2 separate regions of the Zea mays genome follow, and region 1 is linked to region 2. The links are chromatin contacts, called in public Hi-C maps. All regions are on one chromosome and are shown on one strand. Each heading gives the region's core, a stretch centred on a gene start, on an enhancer-like site or on the middle of the called end of the contact. The rest is flanking DNA. Distances are from core to core; before and after follow the strand shown.

Evidence for each region. A called contact is a pair of places that touch in the nucleus more often than the background predicts.
Region 1: a Hi-C map of leaf shows a contact between it and region 2, with 2.6 times the contacts expected there. The contact joins the promoter of LOC100273126 here to the promoter of LOC542346 in region 2. A contact is called at or near these places in 5 of 25 Hi-C or Micro-C datasets (bundle sheath, ear and leaf).

What each region holds. Positions count from the first base shown.
Region 1 is chr10:5,320,969-5,324,559 of Zm-B73-REFERENCE-NAM-5.0, forward strand. It overlaps LOC100273126 (diaminopimelate decarboxylase), which reads left to right and starts at 1,864. Exons shown (of 8, transcript NM_001147573.1): 1 at 1,864-2,401. The coding sequence starts at 1,908.
Region 2 is chr10:5,164,387-5,168,403 of Zm-B73-REFERENCE-NAM-5.0, forward strand. It overlaps LOC542346 (crinkly 4), which reads left to right and starts at 2,512. Exons shown (of 3, transcript NM_001348726.1): 1 at 2,512-2,676; 2 at 2,860-3,034; 3 at 3,173-4,017. The coding sequence starts at 3,231.

The sequences.
Region 1 (3,591 bases), core at 614-3,113, 160 kb after region 2:
CATACATTACCCTTCTCTCATCTAGTAGGTAGTCTTTACATGGTTGGTCTGCAAGGTAATCAAAAACCATATTTCCACACTATCTTCCACATTCCGTGTACCACATGTACATGCTTCATCTCTTCTTTTTTTGCTCGGCTTCGTCCTCATTCATCAATCCAAGTCCATAGTACATCTCATGTTCATGTGACATGTCATGTCTTCCTTCCTCAATCATCTGATAATATCATAGCATCCCAATCAACTTGTTGTGTTGCAACAAACAAATAATTGTCCTACAAATTGAAGCATCCTAGATCGGGTTAACTGTGCACATACATCGTACAACGGAATACAAATTATGACATCACCAACAACATAGATCCACCAAACAAATTAAGCATTCAACGAAGTAACTGATCATAATATGTTGCCGAACTTAGTGATGACCTGAGTACCAATGAAGGGCACAACAACTAATGATGACACAAAAGCAGTGTTCAACCTCGGTGGGCTTGGTGAACCTCCTTTTCGACTTCTCATTTGGGAATTTCCCCGATCTGGGAGATAACGAGGTGAGTCACGGTGGCCCACCAAAATCGTTGGATTGTGGAGGAGTGTCGTCCATGGTGGCGGGAGATCTGTTGGTGGTGGCTATGGATCCAGGCTCGACCGAGGGCCTGAGAGCGCTCCTCGACGCAGAGGGGAGGAGGACAAGGAGGGGAGGAGCGACATACTCACATTGTGTACCCCTTGCCATCGGTTTGCACCATGTCAAGGTCTAATCACCGATATAAGTCGCGCGATGCTTAACCTTTTCCATTCATCACGTTTCCTTTTTTGTTTCGTTTCTAAGGTGGTAGATGACACAATTGTGATTCCATTTCAGTAGAGCCAACCCTGTCAGCTTCCATAATTGCAAAAATCTGGTCGAGACGCCATATAAGGCCTTATTTGTTCGGGTTACTTCTACGCCATATGGATTAGATATGATTGATAAAAACAGTAGAGATTTTGATTTGCTATAGATTTAAATCTACTCATTCTCATTCAGGTCTTGTTCGGTTATTGATATTCCATATGGATTGAAGTGTATTGGGTGAGATTGAGATGGATTTTGACCAACTTTTTTGGATTTTAGCCCTTTTTGGGTTTTTTTTGCACAACTATACCCTTTACAATTTCATTTCAAAAAAATGGACCCTAACCTCGGCGCCATCATCATTGGCGCCGAGGTAACACACATCGACGCCAGTACCATTGGCGCCAACTTTTCCTACGTGGCAGCCGATGTGGCAAGTCCCAGGGGGTCGGCGCCATAGATCTTGGCGCCGACCCCCCTTGACGGTGGGGTCCGGTGCTATTCAGGGGGGTCGGCGCCAAGATCTATGACGCCGACCCCCTGAGACTTGCCACATCGACTGCCACGTAGGAAAAGTTGGCGCCAATTATGTTGGCGCCACTATGTGTTACCTCGGCGCCAATGATGACGACGCCGAGGTAAGGGTCCATTTTTTGAAATGAAACTACAAAGGGCATAATTGTGCAAAAGAAACCCCAAAAGGACTAAAATGCAAAAAAGCTGGGGATTTTGACTTGCTATGGATTTCCGACTCAATCCCACCCAATCCACGTGGATTAACGCAAAAACGAACTAGCCCTCACGTGGATTCAGTGGATTCAGATGAAAACAAACGTGCCCTGAGTTTGATTGGTGTGGAATATCTGGTATCTGAAAAATAAATAAAATAAAATAAATTGGAGAAAAAGAGAACAACCGAGCAAGTCCGTCAGACATAAACAATTCGTGTGACTGAGGCCCGTCACATGTGGAGGTCAAATCCACGTGTTTGCGTGGAATTGCGATAGTCGCACAGAGCACTTTTGCTAAATCGCTAGTTCGTTTCCTAAACCCTAGCAAAGTAGGAATGGCGTCGGCGAGCATGCTCGCGCGCTCCCTTCTCCGCACCCCAGACCCTACCCAAACGAGCCACCCGAACCGCCGGAGCGCCGCTGTCGTCTCCTTCCCCCGCCGCCACCGCCGCCTGTCCGTGCGCGCCTCCGTCTCCACGGCCTCCCCTTCCCCACCGCCACAGCCCGCGGCGGCGGCTGCCGGCGTGCCGAAGCACTGCTTCCGGCGCGGGGCCGATGGCTACCTGTACTGCGAGGGAGTGCGGGTGGAGGACGCGATGACGGCTGCCGAGCGCAGCCCCTTCTACCTCTACAGCAAGCCACAGATCCTCCGCAACTTCGCCGCCTACCGCGATGCTCTCCAGGGGCTCCGCTCCATCATCGGGTATGCCGTGAAGGCCAACAACAACCTCCCCGTGCTACGCGTCCTGCGTGAGCTTGGCTGCGGCGCCGTCCTCGTCAGCGGCAACGAGCTCCGACTCGCCCTCCAGGCGGGATTCGACCCCGCCAGGTGCGGTTCTTGTTCCAATTTTTTTTTCCTGGGATGGACCGGTGTCATTGAGCAAATGTGTCTGCACTTGCCGGTGGAAGAATACTTTTCTGCTGTTGTTCATTGCTTTAATTTCGGATGGATGAGAATAAATTATGTTGCATTTGCTGCTGCTGCTGATGAAGGCCGTGTCTGTATATCTGGTATGGATAGCAGTAATGTTAGGTTATTTTAGCGAGAACACAAACTGCAGTAGCCACTGTAATACGTTATCATGTTAAAAATTTCGAATCTTCATTTCAGAGGTCAGGGATGATTATTAGTTGGATAAGCATCATGTTATCAGGTTGATATGGATACATTATTATTTTAGGGTATTTACCCCCCAAAAAAACCCATATGCAGATATGATTTTAGTATTTTTGTAATAAAAAATAACAATGCAGATTAAAATTCAGGAAGCATTGAAATTGCCTCACTCATTTCTGATTTCTTCAACTTCAAGACTCAAAGTCCAAAGTTGCAGACAAAAACCAAATATGAACGCATCACAATATAAGTCTCAATGTCTTATCCTTGTTGTATTTAAATGGTGGTGGAATGGAGGACTGAAGTATACCTTAATCTTCACTGTCAGCAAACATTTTCAGGAGATATCCAGAAGATAGCAGCAGGACAATGCAATGTAGCTACCAGCAACAGTAACATGTCAAATTCCAACTTCTATGACAGAACAGAAGTATACAATTAACAAATATATACAACAAGACATGCAAACAAGTCTCACACCTCAAATAACAAATCACTGAATAAGAATTCACAACTAGACATGCATAAGTTCAACGTAGGAAGATAGCAGTACCTAAGTTGTATTACACAACAAACATAGCCTCAAACGTATTAAATTATAAAGGGCACTGCAGGTCGTCTAGCTGAGCTGGTTAGGTGGTTTGAATAGCACTCCTCAAGTCCCGAGTTCGAATTCTAGTGGGAGTGAATTTCAGGCTGAGGTTAAAAAAGGTCACTCGCTGGTTCCCCTGGTTGTGTGCACATGAGATGGACTGACCTATAGGGGGTGGATCCTCGTATAGGGGCTAGGAGGGCTTAAAACACGAGTAAAGATCTGGCCTATAGGGGGTGGACCCTCATGCTGCACAGGGGACCAGCTTTCGTGACCTTTCTCGGCTGGGGCTCCGATTGAGCTTCTTCTT
Region 2 (4,017 bases), core at 1,262-3,761:
CCAGTGGACGACAGTTGCACTCAGTCCCTCTCAAGTGATCCAGAGATCAAACTTAAATACCACAGTTGTCTTCCTTATAATATATTCCCGTTTGTGAGGAATCACCATAAGTTAGAGTCTCTCACACCTTATACAATATGATCACAATAAAGAACAAGAGTAAGGGAGGGAGTAGTAACACACACAAGAGCACAAATGCAGCAAGACTACACACAAGTGAAAAAACAGCGCACGAATGAAAACCGACATAGTCTCAGCTCAAAACGCGCTCAAATATCTCTCCAATGAACCAAAGCGTGATTGGAGTCTCGGAGTTTGTTGTATGCTCTTGTGATTGTTTCGGTACTACTCCATGATGCCTAGGGGTCCTTTTATAGCCCTAAAGAGTCTAGGAGTTGTTGGTTCTTCATATGAGAAGCAATCGACCTTCCTTGTCTACGTGCACCAAACTGAGCAGTCAGCGATCTATTTCCTTCTATGGCTGAGCCGACCGTTGTGTGCCTTCGGTCGCATGGCACACTGGACATGACTTGCCCGAGGCAGCAGCTCGCCCGAGGCCAATCGCCTGACGCAGTCGCGACCCTCCCGAGGCCAACTTCGGCATGAGACATTGTTTCGATTCGCCCGAGACCAACACGATTTGCCCGAGGCCAACTCCAGGCGGGAGACGCAGTTCCGATTCGCCCGAGGCCAACCTCGGCGGGAGACGCGAATTCGATTCGCCTGAGGCCAACTTTGGCAGGAGACACGGTCATGGTTCGCCCGAGCGCCTCTCTGACTCGCCCAAGTGTATCACAGACTCACCCAAGCGCATCTCTGCCTTACCTGAGGGTGTCTCTAGTGATTGTCCGGTGAGGCTGAGACTAGCCCAAGTTTGGCCAAACTTCTTCACTCCATTTTTGGCTCGACGTGATAAGTTCCCTTTATCTTTTTGATTCATAGAGGTTTGCAATATTCCCAATTTCAAGCCCAAAAGTGTTTTTCTTATTTTCCTCAATCTTCTGGACTTGATTGCTTCAATGTGCTTTCTAAACACCTATGCTCATGCTCGTAAGGGGAATGTTAGTTCATAGTAATGTGTTGAGCATTTAATCACCAAAACAACTAGAAATTGCCCAAGGGCATATTTTCCTTTCACCTCCACCAAAAGGCAAGGGGGATATGTTGAGCACCAAAAATATCATACGAGACGGTCCGGCCCTATAGGCCGGACAGTCCGCGGTCCAAACGGTCCGCGAGGGTGACGCAGACGGTTCACGTGTGCACAGAATCAGTTAGGGTTCCAGATTTCTAGCGAGATTTGTTAGCAAAACCTGTGAGATTAACTCGATAACCAACTTGTAACGGGTCCAGACCTCCACCCTTTATATAAATGAAGGGGTACGACCGATTGAACCCCCATAATCGATCCAATCAAATCTACTTATCAATTTTACTTTATTTGTATCGTTCTTTTAGTTCCAAATACTAGGAGGAGTAATCTAGCCTTATATTTAGATCTACTTTAGTCTTCAACAACAATCTCTCTTTGACTCTACACCGATTAGAAACGCATCGGGCGACCTGCCGACCCGGAGCAACGCCTTGGAACTCTCCCCCTCGACGAGATCTCTCTCGGGGGGGAGTTTTAGGGTTCTTCGCGGAGAAGAAGACCCTCCGAAAGCGTGCAAAGAAGGATTCACTTCTGCGCCCAGGTCATGGACCGTCCGGCCTTGTGCCGCGGGCCGTTTGCACCTCCGCAGAGAGCACCGACAAGTGGTTTGTTCCAATGTTTGGCGCCCAGATCGGCGTCAACACCCATCACTATCCATGCTCCATTGAGATAAATCTCCGATGGGGATCCCTAACCTCACATAGGCCCTGTTTGGATTCCTGTGGCAAATTATCTAATTTTAGCACCTTAGCCTCCAAATAGACTTGTTAATAAATTGACTAATTGTTAGCCGGAGGGCTCGCAAACTTTTTGTCTATTAGCCATTTGACCTTGCAATATGTGCTAATAGAACGTGTAAATAGAAAAAAACATCTATTAGCCAAGACTCTAAACATACACTGGATAATTATTGCTAGCTAATTATCTGGTGACTAATTGTTAGCCACTGACAATCAATTAGCCGCGAGGATCCAAACAGAACTTAATCATTTATTATTAATACAAAGCATTATCACATATATATATCTTATCAGATATAAAAAATTACCATGTGTATATTAAAATAATATATATTTATATAATTAGCGATTTTTGATAAAGTAATTATTTGTTTTATCATTAACTATTGTAGAAAACATTGTTACACGGTTCATATTCACGTGTATGGGGGGGGGGGGGGGGATTCCCCGTTTGTCTCCTCATAAGGAAAATTAATTTTTTATTTCTTATTCTATGATAAAAGAATTCTCTATGGAAAACGGAGGATCCGGACCCATTAACATCTCAGTCGCGGCCACCGTTGGACATGCTCTTATTGCCCAACAGCCCCGGACAGGCAGCCTTCACCCCTGCTCGCTGTGTCTTCTCCACTTCGCCCTGCGTACGCTCTCCCGTCTCACTCTCTCTCCCCCTCCACCTCGTTCGTGGCGACGACAGGGCGACCGCCGCTGCCACCGCCGCCTCTCCACTGTGTGCCCAGTGCTTTGTCCGGCCGTTCGCCGGCGACGGGCACTCACCACCAGGTACGCGCCCCGCCCCTTCACTTCTCTGCTTTTCCTGCTGCGCGAATCCGAGCACCCAAACCCTAACCTAATGCTACTCGGCAATTTATAACCGGATCTGATCTAACTGCGAGTGTACACATGTATTGTGCCTGCTAACTTCGTTTTTTATTTTGTTGTTTTTGCAAAAATTACCCCTTGTAGGTGACAAAGGAAAAGGAAGAGGGGCAGCAAATCGGTGCGCTGCTGTTCATCAAATGCTGGGGAGGAAACCAACAGATCAGGGGCCTGGTGAAATGCTGCGCAGCGAGGGTGACTGACTGGCCACTCCGCCCGCCGACCCCCGTTTCGTGCTTACTGGCATGCTCGCAGCATAAAGGTTCTCACTTTTTGACTCTTGTTTCTTTACCTATAATAAGACTGGTTCTGAGATAGTTTTTTAGTTTAGTTTAGTAGAATAGGACTCATCCGATGCCTGCTGGTCGTCTGGTGCTAACAAAAGCTAAAATACATGCAGGAATCTTCTCGGAATTAGCCCCCCTTCCTGTGGTCGTGACGGCCCCAAGTTTCAAGACATGGACCATGTGCCGGCTCTAGTTCTTGCCGGGTGCTGCTTCCTGGCCCTGCTGCCTGGCTGGGCCTGTGGCCTTGGCTCCATGTCGTCCATTGCGGTGTCCTATGGGGAGGATGGTCCGGTGTTCTGTGGCCTCAACTCCGACGGCTCCCACCTCGTCGCCTGCTTCGGTGCTGATGCATCTGTCCTGTACGGCGCACCACCCAACATCCCTTTCCTTGGCCTCACGGCAGGGGATGGGTTCGTGTGTGGCCTCCTGCTCGACACCAGGCAGCCATACTGCTGGGGTAGCAACTCCTATGTCAAGAGCGGGGTGCCACAGCCGATGGTTGAGGGCGCAAGGTACTCTGAGCTCAGTGCGGGGGACAACCACCTCTGCGCACTGAGAGCTGCTCAAGATGGGGGTCGTGGTTCCAGTGCTGCTACATCGCTGATTGACTGCTGGGGATACAATATGACCGCCACACATGCTGTTGATGAAGCCGTGTCGACTGTTTCAGCTGGTTCGGTGTTCAATTGTGGCTTGTTTGCTCGGAACAGGACGGTGTTCTGCTGGGGCGACGAGACGGTGAGTGGTGTCGTTGGGCTGGCACCGAGGGATCTGCACTTTCAGTCTATAGGCGCGGGCGGTTACCATGTCTGTGGGGTGTTGGAGAATGCACAGGTGTTCTGCTGGGGCAGGAGCTTGGAGATGCAGCAGGTGGTGCCATCCAGTGCTATCGGTGATGGTGATGTGAACATAGTGCCGATGGATGCAATGAGCACTGTGGTTGGCGGGCGGTTCCATG